Linked DNA regions of Pan troglodytes: regions 1 and 2 are each linked to region 3. The links are chromatin contacts, called in public Hi-C and HiChIP or PLAC-seq maps. All regions are on one chromosome and are shown on one strand. Each heading gives the region's core, a stretch centred on a gene start, on an enhancer-like site or on the middle of the called end of the contact. The rest is flanking DNA. Distances are from core to core; before and after follow the strand shown. Region 1 holds the start of CAPN15 (calpain 15). Region 2 holds the start of PIGQ (phosphatidylinositol glycan anchor biosynthesis class Q). Region 3 holds the start of DECR2 (2,4-dienoyl-CoA reductase 2).

What was found. A called contact is a pair of places that touch in the nucleus more often than the background predicts. HiChIP or PLAC-seq counts read pairs in DNA pulled down with a chosen protein or histone mark.
Region 1: an H3K4me3 HiChIP or PLAC-seq map of stem cell-derived excitatory neurons shows a contact between it and region 3, with 3 times the contacts expected there. The contact joins the promoter of CAPN15 here to the promoter of DECR2 in region 3. A contact is called at or near these places in 1 of 7 Hi-C or Micro-C datasets (stem cell-derived neural progenitor cells) and 1 of 1 datasets of contacts at active chromatin or transcription factors (stem cell-derived excitatory neurons).
Region 2: a Hi-C map of stem cell-derived neural progenitor cells shows a contact between it and region 3, with 2.9 times the contacts expected there. The contact joins the promoter of PIGQ here to the promoter of DECR2 in region 3. A contact is called at or near these places in 1 of 7 Hi-C or Micro-C datasets (stem cell-derived neural progenitor cells) and 1 of 1 datasets of contacts at active chromatin or transcription factors (stem cell-derived excitatory neurons).

What each region holds. Positions count from the first base shown.
Region 1 is chr18:2,882,442-2,885,399 of NHGRI_mPanTro3-v2.0_pri, reverse strand. It overlaps CAPN15 (calpain 15), which reads right to left and starts at 1,487. Exons shown (of 13, transcript XM_024349628.3): 1 at 1,015-1,487. It overlaps LOC134808720 (a long non-coding RNA gene), which reads left to right and starts at 1,637. Exons shown (of 2, transcript XR_010152204.1): 1 at 1,637-2,570.
Region 2 is chr18:2,928,154-2,931,269 of NHGRI_mPanTro3-v2.0_pri, reverse strand. PIGQ (phosphatidylinositol glycan anchor biosynthesis class Q) reads right to left here and starts at 1,850. Exons shown (of 11, transcript XM_024349631.3): 1 at 1,530-1,850. NHLRC4 (NHL repeat containing 4) reads right to left here. Exons shown (of 2, transcript XM_016929013.4): 2 at 1,830-3,116. The coding sequence ends at 2,906.
Region 3 is chr18:2,751,100-2,754,360 of NHGRI_mPanTro3-v2.0_pri, reverse strand. DECR2 (2,4-dienoyl-CoA reductase 2) reads right to left here and starts at 1,877. Exons shown (of 9, transcript XM_024349616.3): 1 at 1,664-1,877. The coding sequence starts at 1,743. It overlaps NME4 (NME/NM23 nucleoside diphosphate kinase 4), which reads right to left. Exons shown (of 5, transcript XM_063796375.1): 5 at 3,035-3,261.

The sequences.
Region 1 (2,958 bases), core at 238-2,737, 130 kb before region 3:
CCAGAAAAACAATTTCTCTTGCCCCACTTCACAGTTGAGAAGTCACTCAGAACCGGAAGGCAGAATCACCCCTATATCCTTGCCCAGCCCCAGACTCTGGAAACGCGGAGGCAATTACGGGGCACTCCCACACTGAACTGTGACTCACGTTTCCGCACCCCTCAGACCTGGGCAGAGGAAGAGATCCGGGTTTCCCGAAGGAGAAGCACACAACTCTTCAGCACCCAACGGAGTCCCAGTCTTCCCCACTGGCCCCACACACCCAGGCCTGGCCTCAGGTTCTGGGCCTCACCATTGCTTTCCGGGTCTTGTTACCTGCAGTCCGGTAACAAACTCCAGAGCAGTAAGGGGGCCGCGAGAGCTCGCCCGGCCAGGGCCAGCTGACCACACAAGAGTTCCCCCGGTCAGGACTAGAGGGGCCCCTTCTGCAGCCAGCAGGAAGACAGCAGATTTGCAACTTCCCAGCTGGTGCGGCAGCAGCCCCAGAGGAACACGGAAGAAAACACTGGCATGGCTGGCACAGACGGGGCTCCCGCCAGCCCCTCCACGCCAGGTGGCCGCCCCCAGGCCGTTCCCCAAGTGACAGGGGAGTGATGCCCGCACCAAGCACAACATCCCTAAGGCGGCCAGGACCGCACGATGGGCCCGGATATAAGGGCACTCAAGGACAGGCAGGGCCGAGGCCGCCTCCGGTGTGCGCGGCCCCCGGGGCTGGCCTCAAGTGACCCACATGGCCCAGGTCCCTGCCGACTTCCCGCCTTCCTCTGGGCTCCCCTGCGAAGCATCGCCCAAGCCCAGCCCTGGCCCCCACCAGCCTGGAGGCGCCAGCGGGCGGCGGGCTGACCCCACTCCGAGGGCCCTGCCGTTCCTGCCCTGGCTCGGAGCCCGGCGCGCTCGGCCCCCGAGGCCTCCTGCGCCCCGCCGAGCCCGCGCTCCCCGCCGCCCTCCGGGCCCGCGCTCCCCGCCCGGGGTCCCCGGCTGGGCGCCCGGCCGGGCCCGGCCGACGGGACTCACCTCCACAGCCCGGCGGCGCCGCCTCGTCCTCGCGGCCCGGGCAGCGCGGCCCCGGCCCCCGGGCCCGCTCGCCCCCGCCGGCCGATCCACAACTTCTGCCTCCGGAGAGCGGCGGGGCCCCTCTCGCCGCCGGCCGCGCTGCCCGGACGGCCTCCCGCTCCTCAGCCGCGGGGCGCCCCGACCCGGCTCCGGCCCCGGCCCCTGCCCGCGTCCGGCGCCCGCCTTACGCTGCCTTCGTAGCGTAGCGCCCGGCCCGGGCCCCGCGGCTACGGCGCGCCCGGGGCGCACGCGGCGCTGTGAATCGCGCGCCCGGACTACGGCTCCCACAGGGCTGCGCGGCGCCGCCGGGGCGGAAGCTCGGGGCGGTGCCTGCGCGAGGCAGGCCGGGAGTTGTAGTCCTCGGGTGGCGCCCTCCCAGTCCGCCGACCGCCCGGGCCACTTCTCCTGCCCGCGCTGCTGGAGACGGCCGGGCCCGAGGCCTCGGTCCCCGGGAGGCGCCGCGCTCCAGGATTATCAGGGAGTGGGGCGGCCCGAGGAGCTGGAACTACAACTCCCAGAGGGCCTTGCGAGGGGCACGGAGGGGCGGGGCCTGCAGCCGCGGCGTCTGCGCATCAGCGGCGTCACAGACCCGTGGGGCTCGCGGGTAGCCGGGCCGGGGCCGTCCGTGTCCCGCGGGGCTCTGGGCGGCCGCCCGACCGAGGACCCACGACTCCGCCCTGACCCCGCCGTGTTCGCGAGACCCGGAGACCCCTTCGCGCCTTCCAGGACCGCCCCTTTCGCGACGCTGGGTGCTGTGCTTGGTCCTGGCGGCCAAGAGCGGCAGTGGCAAGGGGACCGCCCTGGCCCGAGACGCGGCCTGGCCTCGCAGCGTCGCTTGGGCACAGCCTCTCTAGGCCCCTTCTTCCTCGATCGCGGAGGGACGCCATTAAACGGCCACGCCGGGCTCAACTGGGACGCGGCCCACGGCGCCCAACCAGGGCCTGGGGGAGGGAAGCCGGGGCGGCGACTCCTGGGTCCTTCCAGGACCCTTGCGCAGGCCTCATTCTCTCCCCGGAGGTCCCCTTCCCGCTGCCCTGAGGCCACTTTCCTGCCAGCAGCTGCTGGGCCGGCTCTCGGGAGAGTGCCTTGGCGTCAAGCTTATCAGGCTGCAGGGTGGGACGCGAGTGCTGAGGGCAGCCAGACTCCCGCTCTTAGGTGCAGTTGAGGAGCCTGAGAAGGCAGTGGCTCTGCGGGAGAGGGAGACACAGGAGTAGGGCTGGTCAGCCGAGATTCCGGAGAGACGGTTGTGGGCCGATTCTGTGGCGAGATTTACAAGTGAGAGGTTGGGTGACGATTGCTCCTGGGCCAGAAAATCTAAGCCAGTCTCGGCAAGACCTACAAGGCCAGGGCCAGTGCTCCTCAGAGGATATTCATGCTCCAGGAAAGCCAAGGATGGGCCTCCATCATGCTGAGATGCTGCAGCAGGGACACCTGTGTCCCACGTGGAGCTCGGCTTCTAGCTGCAGTCAGGGCAGAAGCTGGCAGGAGGAGTTTACTGCTGTCCTCGGAAGCTTTTGGTAAGGACACTTCATTCCTGTGTCTTGGACACCTCCCCCTAGGTCTGCTGCCCCCTCTGTGGAGACAGGCAGGGCAGCTGGATGTGCCGTTTGTTCCCAGACTATATCCATGCCAAAGCATCCCAAGTGCAGGAAATGTGTCCCTGGGGGCCAGTGGGGGTCTGGGGGCACAGAGGGCTGCAGAGTGAGAGCTGGCTCTCCTCTCTGCAACTTGGACAAGGCTCTGGGACCCTGTCCTCCCCAGCTTCCTCACCTGCATGGCAGGATACTGGCCAAGTGTGGCTTTCGAACCACAGGAGAGGGTGCAGTCAAGGCCTCACTCAGGGACCGCAGGTTCCTTTCCCTTCCCAGTCCTTCCCTGGCACTGCCTAGGTGGCTCCCTGGCCAG
Region 2 (3,116 bases), core at 601-3,100, 180 kb before region 3:
GCCACGGGCACCAGGCTAGCCAGACACACACACACACACACACACACACACACACACACACACACACGGGCACCAGGCTAGCCACGGGCGCCAGGCTAGCCAGACACATACATACACACACACACGGGCACCAGGCTAGCCACGGGTGCCAGGCTAGCTACACACACACACACACACACACACACACAGGCTAGCCAGACACACACACACAGGCTAGCCAGACACACACACACAGACACACACACACAGACACACACACACAGACACACACACACAGACACACACACACACGGGCGCCAGGCTAGCCAGAAGAGCTTCCTCTGCTAAGAATGAGCCCGAGTGCTCTTGAGAAGCCATTCCCAGACCAGGCAGGTAGGGAGGTCGACCATCTAAAGTAGTAAGACTAAGACTTCCCTCTCCTCCCCGCGAATGAGGGAATGGTGGCACCCCAGCCCAGTTAGGACGGGCCAGGGCCATCTCTGGCTGAGCCGCCCCTCCCTGCCACCGCTCCACAAGAGCTCTGGAGAATTTGCGCTTCCCAGCGCCTTGTTTGAAAAATAAACACGAACCTGGCGCGGTGGCTCACGCCTGTAATCCCAGCACTTTGGGAGGCCGAGGCGGGCGGATCACTTGAGGTCAGGAGCTTAATACCAGCCTCGATGGGGGTGAAACCAAGTCTCTACTAAAAATACAGAAATTAGCCGGGCGTGGTGGTGTGCACCTGTAATCCCAGCTACTGGGGAGGCTGAGGCAGGAGAATCGCTTGAACCCGGGAGGCAGCGGTTGCAGTGACCCGAGATCGCGCCATTGCAGTCCAGCCTGGGCGACAGAGCGAGACTCCGTCTCAAAATAAATAAATAATGAAAAACAAACACGAGTTCAGCCTGGGCAACATGGTGAGACCCCGTCTCCAAACAAACAAACAAACAAACTTGCTTGCCTTCCTCAAGCAGGGCCTTCCCCTCTCATTTGGGAAGAGCCTATGATTCCGTTTTTTGCCCTTTCCTGCAACCCGGGACAACTGCGAAGGGCCCACAGCCAGGCCCGGGGCGCCGACCGCCCTTGCACAGGGTCCACAGGGGCCCAGGTCGGCGCGGGCCCGGGGGCGGCCCCACTTCTCGGAGGAGGAAGCAGCGGCGCCGCGGGCGGGAGTGCGGAGCCCCCAGCCCAGGCCCGGAGCCGCAGGGGCGCTGCCCGAGGTCCCGCCGCGCGCCGCCCACCCCCCTGCTCACCGGGTGCTTCCGGGGCCGCGCGCTCGGGCGGCGGGGTCCGGATGGGGTTGGGGACCCCGATGGGCGGGCCCGGGTAGACAACGGCGCTCGCTGCCTCCAGCCCCGCCGCGGGACCCGAGCCCCACTTCCGCCGGCTCCGCGCGTTGCCGCGCGACGGTCCGGCCCCCAAAGGCGCCCGGGCTGCCCGCCCGCCCGGCCCGAGCGTTCCGCGGCGCAGCGTGCCCGCCCAGTCCCCACGCCCGGACCTCCCGAGCCTGCCTCCGTGCCGCCAGCCCTGCGTCAGCTCAGTTTCCTCACCTGAGAAACAGACTGGATCTGGCCTTCGTGGAACTCGGACCCCGCCTGGCTCCCAGCCTCCCCAAGTGAACAGGTCCCCAGGCCCTGCGGGATTCCAGGAAGGCCCCAGCCCCAGCCCGGTCCCGCCCCCGTCACTCTGTTGTCTGCAGAGGGGCCGCCCCCAGATCCCCAAAGCCAGTGGTGCCGGGAATTTTGAGCCCTGGTAGGACCAGCCCAGAGGCTGCCGCCAGCGATCGTCAGGAGAGAACACACAGGCGTCCAGCCCCTCCCGATCCCAGGAACAAGACCCCAGCCGAGACCTCAGCAGCAACTCCGTTTATTGAGCACCTAACGACAGTGCGCAGCTAGTCCCCCACCCACAGGACCCAGACATATGAGGGACCGCTCAGGGGTGATGTCCTGTGATACAGGGGAGCCTCACCTCCCCACCCCACAGGGGTAGAGCCAGACACCGTCCCCTCCCAGCTCCCTCCCCCATACAGGCCCTTCCCTGGACCCCAGACCCACGGAGTAACCCAGACGCCTCTCCTTTCACGCCTCATCTCCCCACTTGTAAAATGGGAGGAGAGGGTTAGACCCCTATTTTTTCTCAGTTTTCCAAAGCAGCAGGAGTCTCTCCTTGTAGGAAGCTCCCCCAGACCCTCCCAGCACGGCTGCACTGGGAGGACAAACAGCATGGAGCTGTTTGTCCCTGTCTGCAGAATGAAGGCCCAGACAGCTTTCATTCATGGGGACGTGGAAGAAAAGGCATCCAGGGTTCAGCCAGCCATGGGCCTCCAGACACTCCAGGGTTGCCTCCCCCTTACCTCTGCCAGGCCCAGAGAAGCTACTGGAGGCTCAGGACTCCAGGTCCCTCTGAGGTTGGGGACATTTAGGGGCCACACCCCTGCCCCAGGCCGCCCCGCCCAGCCCATCCCAGCCACACCCTCCCTGCCTGTCTGCCCCTGATTAGGAGGCCTGGGCAGGGGCACCTGGTGGGAGAGCCTGCCTAGCTGTGTGCCGGCAGCTGGCCCAGGATCTCAAGGCTTCAGCTGCCAGCCCCAAAGTCCAGGCACAGGGCCTGAGGGGGCGTGGGGGGCATGAATGCAGGGGCCAGGGCACTGAATGGGGACAGCAGAGAGCGGCCCCGGCTGGGGAGGCTGCAGGCCTGGCAGGGGCAGCCTGGGAAGCAGACTCAGGGCTGCTCCTGAGATCCGGAGCCTCACCAGCAGGAGAACTCGAGCCAAGCCCAGGGCCCAGCCCAGGTGGTGCTGGCATCAGGCAGGCAATGCCCATAGCCTGGAGGCTCCACCCATCCTGAGGGTTCCTCCCGCGGTGATCCAAGGGCCTGGGAGCTGGCCTCAGGCACAGGAGGGCTGCTCCAACCCAGCCTCAGGTCAGGCCAGCTCCTTGCCCTGGTACACCTTGATGGAGTTGTCCTTGGCATCAGCCACCAGGAGCTGGCCCTGGGGTGCACAGGCCACTCCCAAGGGCTGCCCAAGCCCCTCTGACACCAGGCAGATGGGTGGCCCAGCCCGGGGAAACAGGGTCACCTGGCGCCTCTGCTCATCTGCCACAATAACGTTGCCCTCTGAGTTGGAGCAGATG
Region 3 (3,261 bases), core at 628-3,127:
GAGGGGTATCGTTTTGTTGCTCAGGCTGGTCCTGAACTTGTGCTGACACAAACTTGCAAAGTGCAGTGGGGGAAAGGGTATTTCTGTGTCTTTTGACAGAAATGGACAGAAGTAGATACAAGAGAGAAAAATACCCTGGCTTAAACAAGATAGAGGTTATAATTTCCTCTCTCCTAAGCCCTGCATGGCACTGATATCAAATATGATTCCTGAGATTCAGCAAGCTAGGTCGGGATAATATGGCTTTTTTATTTATTAGAGATTTTCTTGTACGCATTAAATGTGTACTGATCGGTATGACTGGCACAAACTGTACCAGATGGATGGCAAACTTTTGCTGATCTCCAAGTTGCCTTTCCTATTCTTAATTATTAAAGATTAATTTTAGGCCAGGTGCAGCGTCTCACTCCTGTAATCCCAGCACTTTGGGAGGCCGAGGCAGGTGGATCATCTGAGGCCAGGAGTTCCAGACCAGCCTGACCAGCATGGTGAAACCTCACCTCTACTAGAAATACAATTAGCCCAGCGTGGTGTTGTGCGCCTATAGTCCCACTTGGGCGCACTGAGGCTGAAGCAGGAGAATTGGGAGGCTGAGGCAGGAGAATTGCTTGAACCCAGAATGAGACTCCGTTTCAAAAAAAAAACTTTTTTTTTCCCTGCAGAACACTCAGAGAGAATTGTCAATACCTGTCCTTGGAGAACATAATTTAAAACTTTTTTTCTTTTTTTGAGATGGAGTTTCACTCTTGTTGCCCAGTGCAATGGCGCGATCTCGGCTCACTGCAACCTCCACCTCCCGAGTTCAAGTGATTCTCCTGCCTCAGCCTCCCAGGTAGTTGGGATTACAGGTGTGCGCCAGCACACCCGGCTAATTTTTTGTATTTTTAGCAGAGACGGGGTTTCACCATGTTGGCCAGGCTGGTCTCGAACTCCTGACCTCAGGTGATCTACCCGCTTCGGCCTCCCAAAGCGCTGGGATTACAGGCGTGAGCCACTGCTCCTGGCAAAAGATCAAAATTTTAATAGAAACTTGAAAATGTTGCCAATTGAAAAAAAGAAAAGGAAAAAAAAAAAAAAAAAGGATCTGCCCATTAGCCGAGTGAGGGCAGGTGACCGGGAAGGATCGACCTTTGCCCGGGCTGCCTTCCCTTGTGAACACCAAGGCGTTTGCAGGAAAATGAAGAGCTGCTGGGCAAAACCTGGCATTCCTGGGCCTTCTGGGTCTTCCGGAAAAATGATTTCAACCTAAAATTTTCTGTTAAGAAAGAGGCCAGGTTGGGCCGGGCGCGGTGGCTCACGCCTGTAAATCCCAGCACTTTGGGAAGCCGAGGCGGGTGGATCACCTGAGGTCAGGAGTTCGAAAAGAGCCTGACCAACACGGTGACACCCCCTCTCTACTAAAAATACAAAAAATTAGCCGGGCTGAGGCAGGAGAATCGCTTGAACCCGGGAGGCAGAGGTGGCAGTGAGCGGAGATCCTGCCACTGCACTCCAGCCTGGGCGACACAGCGAGATTCCGTCTCAAAAAAAAAAAAAAAGAAAGAAAGGAGCCAGGCAAGACAGGTTTCCTAACACGGGAGCCCTCGGGGACCACGTGGGGGCGCCGGCGCCCGCGGACCGGACCCCGCACCAAGGCTGCGCTCGCTTCCCAGGCCCCGCTCACCGCAGCAGGTCCGGGCAGAAGAGGTGGCGGTACGCGGGGAGACAGTCGTCCCCCTCCACGTCGGGCGGCGGCTGGGCCATGGCGCTCCCGTCGGGGACTGCAGGGACAACGGGCGGGAGCGGCCTCCGCCTCCAGGACCCGGCGCGCAGCTGCAAACTCGCCTGGAACCGGGAGCCCCGCCCCACTCCCCGGACGCCCCGCCCCTCCCCTGATTGCTTCCCGGAGGCCCCGCCCCTCCCCCCGAATTCTCCCCGGAGGCCCCGCCCCCGCCCGCGGCGCGCGAGACGCAGGCGCAGTGCGGGGCCGGGGGCGCGGTTCCCGCGGCAGAAGCTGGGCGGTCTGCGGGTCTTCTCCCCGAGTCTTTTTCACAGGTATTCGGCGTCAGCGCCGCGTTCAGAGCCTCCAGGACTTGTGGGATACCCCTGGCTCCTGGGTCCAGGCCAGGCTCGCAGCCTCTGGGCTCCCCGTTCGCCTCCCCGTAAACACCATGGGGAGGGCCGGGGCCCAGGAAAGCGCGGCCAGCCCCCCGCCGCTTCCCAAAATGACCCGTTTTGAGGCCAATAAAGAAGGGTCCGGGGCCGGGCGCGGTGGCTCACGCCTGTAATCTCAACACTTTGGGAGGCCGAGGCGGGCGGATCACGAGGTCAGGAGTTCGAGACCATCCTGGACAACATGGCGAAACCCCCTCTTTACTAAAAATGCAAAAATTAGCCGGGCGTTGTGGCGGGTGCCTGTAGTCCCATCTACTCGGGAGGCTGAGGCAGGAGAATCGCTTGAACCTGGGAGGCGGAGGTTGCAGTGAGCCGAGATCTCGCCACTGCACTCTATCCTGGGCGACAGAGCGACACTCCGTCTCAAAAAAAAAAAAAAAAAAAAAAAGGGTCCGTTACTTCTGTTCCGCGTGGGGGCCCGGGCGGGGCCATGCCGCGAACCCAGGACGGGGCGCCCCGCCCGCACCACTGTTGGAAGACGGGGGTCCGCGACGGCCCCGGGGGAAAAACACGCAGAGCCGCTCCTGAGCTGGACACAACTGCGGGCCAGCGGCTTCAGGGGCGTGACAGAGCCGCCAGCGCTACAGTAATGGCTGCCAGGCCCTTTCTGCGCTGGTTGGCCTCAGCCCGCCGGCCCCTTTCTGCCCCTTCCCGGGGAAGGCAGCTTCTTTGGCGGGATCACAGCACCGGCTCGCGCCTAGCTTGGGTTCTCCGGATTGCAGGCGTGGTCTCTGGACCCCTGCCTGGCTCATACATCCAACAACGTTATGGAACTAGGTGTGCAAAACTTCATCTTTACTGTTCAACTCCTTACAACTTGCATAAAAGCGTCATTTCTACCTCAGAGCTGGCGGAAGTCATAATTAGTGTACCACCCATGCGCTGGGCACAGTGAATTTTAATGCCTCCCCTTTAGAGGAGAGGTTACGATAACGTGAAGACACCCCCCCACCCCCACCACAAAGGTTGTCCGGCACTTTGGTGCAAAAAGGATTGGTCCAATCTTGTGCTGGCTTGGGGTACAGAAAGGCACTGAAGTTGGTGGCTCAAACTCCTCTGGGCTGGGGTGGGGCAGAGGTGAACAGGGAAGTAAGTGGTTTGGGACAG